Linked DNA regions of Zea mays: all the other regions are linked to region 2. A link is a contact called in public Hi-C data. All regions are on one chromosome and are shown on one strand. Each heading gives the region's core, a stretch centred on a gene start, on an enhancer-like site or on the middle of the called end of the contact. The rest is flanking DNA. Distances are from core to core; before and after follow the strand shown. Region 1 holds the start of LOC100274149 (OSJNBa0059D20.8-like protein). Region 2 holds the start of LOC103652225 (XS domain protein). Region 3 holds the start of LOC100285991 (bile acid sodium symporter/ transporter).

Evidence for each region. Hi-C and Micro-C count contacts between places; a contact is called where the count stands out from the background.
Region 1: a contact with region 2 is called in a Hi-C map of tassel, with 2.7 times the contacts expected there. The contact joins the promoter of LOC100274149 here to the promoter of LOC103652225 in region 2. A contact is called at or near these places in 8 of 25 Hi-C or Micro-C datasets (ear, endosperm, leaf and 3 more).
Region 3: a contact with region 2 is called in a Hi-C map of tassel, with 4 times the contacts expected there. The contact joins the promoter of LOC100285991 here to the promoter of LOC103652225 in region 2. A contact is called at or near these places in 8 of 25 Hi-C or Micro-C datasets (bundle sheath, ear, endosperm and 2 more).

Annotation. Positions count from the first base shown.
Region 1 is chr3:142,122,156-142,124,855 of Zm-B73-REFERENCE-NAM-5.0, forward strand. It overlaps LOC100274149 (OSJNBa0059D20.8-like protein), which reads right to left and starts at 1,264. Exons shown (of 5, transcript NM_001148527.1): 1 at 897-1,264; 2 at 8-161. The coding sequence starts at 161.
Region 2 is chr3:142,258,252-142,260,951 of Zm-B73-REFERENCE-NAM-5.0, forward strand. LOC103652225 (XS domain protein) reads right to left here and starts at 1,438. Exons shown (of 3, transcript XM_008677856.3): 1 at 1-1,438. The coding sequence starts at 1,201.
Region 3 is chr3:142,502,862-142,505,561 of Zm-B73-REFERENCE-NAM-5.0, forward strand. It overlaps LOC100285991 (bile acid sodium symporter/ transporter), which reads left to right and starts at 1,399. Exons shown (of 7, transcript NM_001372350.1): 1 at 1,399-1,884; 2 at 2,018-2,158. The coding sequence starts at 1,486.

The DNA of each region.
Region 1 (2,700 bases), core at 14-2,513, 140 kb before region 2:
GACTCACCGGAGCCAAGGATGATGAGACAACGCAATCTGGTGTTGCGTGGTCTCGATGCTGATTGGCCACTGTGCCACAACACGTAGAAGAAGCGGACTGTGAGCACAGAGATGAGTACTGGAAGGGCGTAGCAAGCGGCCACCACGGCATTGAGACCCATCTGTGTTGAAGTAGCAGAGTGTGAAACAAGAAGTTTACACATCTATCTACAATAAGTCAATATTACTTCTTGTTTGGCTTATGCCTTCTAATGGACATGAAAGTATTGAGCATTTCATCTTCATCCATTTCGAATGAACTCTGTATTGTACTCTAAGCACATGAAGAAATTTTATTTCAGTGATCCACGGAATGAACTCTGTATTGTATTGTCGTACATCAACTCTAGAACATGTAACAAATTACATTTTACTGACCTTAATCTACTCTCTATTGTGGTGCTGTACATCAATGTTTCCATGCGGTGAAGACCCAAGATTAGAATACAGGGTGTGCCTAACTAAAAAGTCCCTATACAATACAATACAAAATTTGGTAAACGGTTTGGTAAAGAGAGATAATGTATCTATAAGACCTCACAATACCTTAAATTCAACAGAAAAGTTCAAAACTTACACAGCCGACAATTAAATTGTTGAAACATAAGAGTCGGTCTTACAGAAAACAAGCAAAAAGAAGGCACATCAGTGATCAGTCCTAAGCCCCAATTATATGCAGATATGTTAAATCATAAATTCACATTTCACAACCAATCACCAATCACGGGCATATGGAAACCTTCGTCCCTATTTTGTACTGTCTACCAACAACTGATTCACATTTCACAAGCAGTCAACAAGCAATTCCAAGCATGGGCCAACACCTAATCTAATGTCTCAGTACTTATTTTGCTCACCAGAAATGCAAGAAGACGAGCAACAGAGGCAAGGCAAAGAACTGCGGTCGGCCGCCGGCAGGCACTGGCGCACACGCACTGCGCAGGGGCGTTCGTCGCCAGCAGCCAGGGGACCCGGCGGAGGTCTGGAGGTGCGGCTACGCTGCAGCACAGCCAGCGCCCAGCGCTGGAGGACGGGGAATCAGGTAAGGCCCGGGAAGGGCGGGCCGGTGGGGCAAGTTCGCTGAGAGCACCGTGTGACGACCCGTGGCCACGACGCGCCTACGCCGGACGTGAGCCGAGCAGTGGATCGCCGGTGAGCGTGTCGGCGATGGCGAGGAAGACGCTGGATCAGCCGGAGGGCTGCCAGGTTTGTGGTTTTCTATTCCAGATGGTAGATAGTGTTCACAGTTCGGCGTCCCGGCTTATAAGCCTGACTAGACAACCCTGATACATGGGTCCCACACACCCAGAATGCGTTTCCGCTTACAAGGATACGACGTAGTTTAGGGGGTGTTTGGTTTTTAGGGACTAATGTTTAGTCTCTTCATTTTATTTATTTTTAGTCTATAAATTGCTAAATATAGAAACTAAAAAAAGTTTTAATTTCTATATTTGATAGTTTTGGAATTAAAATGAAATAAAATGTAGGGACTAAACATTAGTCCCTAGAAACCAAACACCCCTTACAGAATACGGTTCAGCTCAGTCTCTGTTTCCTTCAGTCCGGCTGCTTCCTCCAGTCCGGCAGTGTCTGCCGTGACATCTCCCCCGGCCTCAGGTGTTGCTTGGCCCCAAGCAACTGCTTCAGGAAAGCGATGCTTCAACACCGTGTAGTCTTCCCATGTGGTGGCAGCAGGGTCGAGATTCTTCCACCTGACGAGCACCTGGACGATTGCCTTGTGTCCCTTTTTTACCATGCGACGATCGAGCACCTGAAGGGGTTCAGTCCCTTGGACCGACAGATCTGTTAGAGTGGGGAGCTCAGTAAACACAGGAGTATAGTTTGGAGTAAATGGTTTCAACTGAGAGACGTGGAAGACTGGATGAATTTGAGAAGTTGCTGGAAGATCTAGTTTGTAAGCAACTGCGCCTAGTTTCTGAAGAACTGAAAATGGCCCATAGTAACGGTATGCAAGCTTGGGACAAATACGCTTGGCCACTGTGTGCTGAGTGTATGGTTGGAGCTTGAGCAGAACTTGATCCCCAACTTGGAACTGACGGTCGATCCGGTGTTTGTCGGCCTGAATTTTCATACGGTTGCGAGCCACTGTGAGATGCTGTTTGAGTCTGTCAGTCTGCACTTCCCTGTCCCACAGAAAATCTTCAGCTGTTGGGTCTGGTTTGGCCGCAGACGCTGGAAGAAAAGAGCAGTCTGGATCATAGCCATAGATTGCCTTGAATGGGGAGCATCATAAGGATGTATGAAAGGATGTATTATACCAGAATTCGGCTAACGCCAACCATCGTTTCCATTTCTTTGGAGTTTCAGCAACTGCACAGCGGAGATACATCTCGAGGCATTGGTTTACTCTCTCGCTCTGGCCATCGGTTTGAGGGTGGTAGGCTGTGCTGAGGAGTAGCTTAGTGTTGAACCGAGTGAACAAGTGTTGCCAGAGGTTGCTTGTAAAGATCCGGTCGCGATCTGAAACAATCGTTTTCGGAAGGCCATGTAACTTAATCACCTGATCCAGCAATTCCTGGGCCACTTGCAAGGCAGAGAATGGGTGTTTCAAGGGTATGAAATGAGCCATCTTCGAGAATCGGTCGACCACCACTAAAATAGTGTTGAACCCATCAGAAGAAGGCAAACCCTCGATGAAAT
Region 2 (2,700 bases), core at 188-2,687:
CTCTACTCCTCTCAATGTGTGGGGCATCCTTGTGGTACTTAAAATCGTCATCATCATGCAGCCGCTGGGCGCTTCCAGTTCCAGCACCATAACCATCACTGGCCTTCATGGCAGATCCGCCTGTCAAGAATCCCGTCTCACGTGGCACATAGGGATAAATAGGTGGTGGAGGTGAGAGCCTGCGGTCTTGGGAGTACATGGCGCTAGTCCTTCCCATTTCAGTTGCACTTATTCTGAGAGTCAGGTCACCGTTCGCAAACAACTCGTTCTCCTTTCTGATGCTCCGATGAGGGCCTCCCCTAGGGTAGTCGTCCTTGAGAAGGCTATGGTCGTCAGCGCGTAGGGATGCTGAACGTCCCAGGTCGGACGGGTGGTCTGGGAGCATGTGGGCTGGCGGGGAGTTGTGCCCGAGATCGGCACCGCGGCCAGGGCGGCCGTACCGGTCGCGCTCCTCGCGGCAGGGCGCCCTTTCGTAGTCCCTACCCCCGGGGGGCGAGACGCGGCTATCTCCGTATTCCCTGCGCCCGCGGGGAGAAGCGTGGCGGTCGCCGCCCGGCGAGCCGAAGGCGTCCTTGTACGGCGCATGCCCGCGGCGGGGCGACGCGTCAAGGTGGCCGTAGCCAGCGCGCTCGCGCCGGGGCGGGCTGCGGTTGCCGTAGCCGATGCGGATGCGGCCGATACGGGGCGGGCTACGGTCGCCGTAGCCAATGCGGTCGCCGCGGGGCGGGCTGCGGTCGCCGTAGCCAATGCGGTCGCCGCGGGGCGGGCTGCGGTCGCCGTAGCCGATGCGGCTGCCGCGGGGAGGGCTATGGTCGCCGTAGCCGGTGCGGCCGCCGCCGGGAGGGCTACGGTCGCCGTAGCCGGTGCGGCCGCCGCCGGGAGGGCTACGGTCGCCGTAGCCGGTGCGGCCGCCGCCGGGAGGGCTACGGTCGCCGTAGCCGGTGCGGCCGCCGCGGGGAGGGCTACGGTCGCCGTAGCCGATGCGACCGCCGCGGGGCGGATCGCGGTCGTTGTCCTCGCCCCTCGGGCGGCGTGGGCGGTGGTCCGGGGAAGCGGTGCGGCGGGAGCGGTAGTCGTGGCGCCTACCACGGTCGCCGCGGTACGAATCGTTGCCGGGGCGCGCGTCTCTGCGTCCGGAGCCCGCTCCTCTTCCTCGACCTCTTTTACCTCCACCTCCCCTGCCTCCGCCTCCGTGTCGCATGGCGCCGGCTAGGTCGTAGCTACGGCCTGAGAGTAGGGATCGCCGCTACCGTGACCGGTGGAACGGTGGGTGAATGGCTGTGGGATCGAGGCGGGTTTCAGATCAAGGCCTCAGAATCTCGTACGCGTCAAGATGGCGGCGGCTGTGGCAATAGCCGTCGCCGTAGTGAGGATGGGCGATGGGGTTCGGAGGCGGCGTGCGGAGGGCGGAGGGGAGGGGGATCGCGGTGGGTTCGAGTGCGGTTGGGGGTTGCCACTTTTATGCTCCTGATGTGGTGGTGGGCCTGCATTGCTTGGTTGGGCCTGTGAAGCGCAAGCCCGAACCCCGAAAGACCAAAACAAAGCTGATCCTAAAAAACTAAACAAAGGCAAGTGAAAGGCCGAAAAAAGAAATATATGAAAAAAGATATGAAGTTTTGGGTATGCTTTGCCTTTTGCGGAGAGTTTTTGGATATAGTTTACCTTGTCGCATACAATGGCAGTGAAAGGAATATACAGTATGCTTTGCTTTAGGTGCACTCTTTTCTTATACCCTTGACTACTATTAAGTTAGTACTGTAGACCGCCCCCGCCCCCGCCCCCGCCTCCGCCCGCCCGCCCGCAAACCCCGCCGCCAAACACCTCCGCAGACCACGCTGTCAACGCTGCCGCGAACGACGCAGACCACACCGCGAACCCCCAACGGAAACCGCTCGCCTCGCTGTGGCTGTGATGCCCGCCCGCCCGCGCACACCACGCCGCGAGCTCCCCGCTCCCGCGATTCTCGCCCCCGCCCCGCTCTCCGACTCCGACGGGCGCCATTTTAGGATGCCCCATGATCCTCGTCCCCGCCCCCACGATCCCTTCCATAAGCGCCCCCATCCTCGCCCTTCCATCGCCGCGCTCTCCATGGATTTCGATTCCTCGGCACAGATCGACGCAATCCGTGGAGTCTCCTCGCCCCAGCCTCTCCATGGATTGCGAATCCTCCGTCCGGTGGTGAACATCGACAGCAGGTACGTGATGAACAACACCGACGAGGCCGCCCTGAAGCGAGCAGTGTACAAGCAGCCGGTGTCCATTCTCATCGACGCCAGCGGCATCGGCTACTACAGCGAGGGCGCCTTCACGGGGCCGCGCACCAAGAAGAGTTCTCTCACGAATCCTTAGATCTGAGGCCGTCGTCGCCTCAGCGACCTCATCCTCCATCCCCATCACCAGCTCCTTGCTGCTGCTGTGCTCCACCGTGGGAGCAACAGGGCTACAACAGCTGCCGCATTAGCTGCTCATCGCCCCCATATAGGCGACGACGCCAGCCAGTAAGTCAGTCCGACCACTCTCCCGCGGGATGCTGCCTCTCTGTCCCAGCTCTTTGCCTCCGCCTCCCCTCGTCCTCCATCGCTCCCCTCGTCCTCCATCGCTCCTCTCTGGTGCCGCCGCCACACCACTCTCTCAGGGGGGATCCAGGTCCGATAAACGTAGTTCTGGGCCTCGGCACAGGCAACACGTACTTATGTATCT
Region 3 (2,700 bases), core at 149-2,648, 240 kb after region 2:
GGGAAACAGACGGCGTGCGTTGAGGCCGTAAGGGCAGAATCGGCACAAAGATTTGTGGACCCATCTGTCAGGTGCTCCAAAATTACTCGTGACCTCTTTTGGCGAGCGCGCAGACTCGAGCGACCCTTTTTTACGAGGTTAGCTTGAAGCGGTGTATTTTGTAGAGCGACAAGTACGAGCGACCCATTTTACCAAATTCCTCCATGAAGTTAGCATGGCGGCTCGGGAAGCTGTACAACCGTGACAATCCAGCCACACGCAGGAAAGAACACTAACATCGTAATTATAGAAGAGGCAATGGAGTAGCAGGAAAGAGATGAACTCACATTGGAGGGCGAACCGAGGCTCTCCGATTTGCTCCATCATCGCGTTGCCGTGCGACACGAGCACCAACCGTTAGACTCCAGGCGTCTAGGCACCAGCCGGATCCGCCGTAGGACGCGGCGAGTGCGCACGCACTGGTGTGGACGCCGCTCTGTCCACGCACGGTCCTGCGCGGATGCAGACCGTGCTCGCGCCTTGCCCAAGGAGATGGCCACGAAGCTCGAGGCCGCGCCTAGATGGGGTCGCGCCCGTCGTACCGAGGCTGGGGCCGTGTCACCGCGCGCCCGTATGCCACGGCTGCGCCCTCGACGGGGCCGCCGCGCCCGCGTGCCTCTGGGGCAGCGTCCACGCCGCCAAGGGCCGTGCCCGCGCGTCGGAGGCCGCGCCTCGCTCTCGTCGGGGACGGGGGCCGCCGCGCCGGGGTCGGGTCGCCGGCCACGCGCCCGTGCCGTGACCGGGAGGCCGCGCCCGTGCCGCCGGGGCTGCGCCCTGCGCTGGCCGAGGTCGCGCTGCGACAACACAAAGAAGTTCGCGCATACTCCGCTTGACCTCCCGTGCACGGAGAAGTTTGCGCCTGCTCCTTCTGGATCTCAATGAACTCGAGGTCGGGTAGGACAGAGGCAGCGCCGTCGGGGAGGCCACCAAAGGGGTTGGGGCGTCCTCCACCTTGACGAACGCGGTGACGGAGGCGGAGACCGGGTAGGATGGAGGCGGCGCCATTGGCACACGAGAGAGACGAGGTGCTGCCGGTCACCCACGCGTAGGGAGGCGGCCGTTGCGGGCGTAGGGAGCGACATGGCGATGGGTGTGCTGTAGTGGCGCCGGTCGGCGGGATTTGTAGGGGCATGGCGGCGGGCGTGTGATCCGCGCGCGTAGGGTTTCGCGGCGGGATTCGTAGGGGCCTGCGCGGCGGGCGCGTGATCCGCGCGCGTACGGAGGGGAATCGCGGTGGGGGGGGGGGGGGGGCGGGCGTGCGCGTAATCCGCAGGGTAGGGAATCGACGGGAGCAGTCTACACTGTAGACTCAATAGTTAGCCGCAGGGTAGGGAATCGGCGGGAGCAGTCTACACTGTAGACTCAGTAGTTAGTAGAGAAATACTCGTGCGCGCACCACGGACAAAAACCAACCACCGTGCGCCAGCCGCCACGCCAGCGCCTGCCATGGCTCCTCTCCTCCTCCTCCCCCTCCCCCTCCCCCTCCGACCCATCCCCGCCGAGAACTCCATTTCCCGGCTCGCACCGAGGCCAAGGTTCCCTCGTCCCTTCTCCAGGCGGCGCCTACGCCTTCCCGCCCTCCTCCAAGTCCAATGCCTCGCGGCCACCGGCCCCGCCGCGCCCGCGCCGCGGTGGCACGCGGCACTGTCCGCCGCGGCGGGGCTGTACCCGGCCTACGTCGCAGCCGGCGCCTCCGTGGCCTTCACGCGGCCCGAGGCGTTCCGGTGGTTCGTGGCGCTGGCGCCGGGGTCCTACACCGCTACGCTCGGCTTCATCATGCTCGCCATGGGCCTCACGCTCCAGCTCAGTGACTTCGCCGCCCTCCTCCGCGACAGGCCCCTCGCCGTACGTGACTGGATCGGCGGACCTGTATCCCTTCTCGCTCGATCTCCTTCTCCCCCCGTGCAAGTGCAACCGTGAATGGATATCCGAACGGTGGTTGGTTGATTCAATTCAACAAGGTGTTTTCCTGCTGCAGATTTTGTTCGGGTGTGCCGCCCAGTACACCATAATGCCTGCGTTTGGCGCTATCATTAGCCACGCGCTGGGGCTTCCCCCGTCGCTCTCAGCTGGCCTCATCCTGCTGGGATGCTGTCCTGGAGGAACTGCATCCAATGTGGTAAGACTGTCAGCTGAGCCCAGTTTGTTACACTCCCAATTTCTGTTAGAGAGGGGAAATTTTCCCCCTTCTCTTTTATTTCTATGGACAAATTAAGAATATCTATGCAATTCTGAGTTCATACTCTTGTATTCGTTGAACACTGAAATTGAGATGCCAACAGTAGTAGACTACTTGGTTTTTTTTCTAAAACGTTTTTTTCTAAAACGCGCAGGAGAACTGCGCGTTAAATATATTACGAAGATAGAAGAAACAATAAGTCAATAATGGTCTAAATAGACCAGAGTACAGAGTAAAAAGCAAAAGAAAAACGACCTTACGGTGGCCAGAAACAAAAATACACATAAACATCCATATAGAAGACAGCCAAAAGACATCAACAACTGCCCCTAAACTAAGGCCAGATGGTGCACAGATCTTTGGCACCCGCCAGACACCACCTCTGAGCGCCGTCTTTGATGTTCTGTATAATTTGGTTGCCACTAGGAGCATCCCCCTCAAACACACATTTATTCCGCTGCTTCCAAAGCCACCATGCCAAC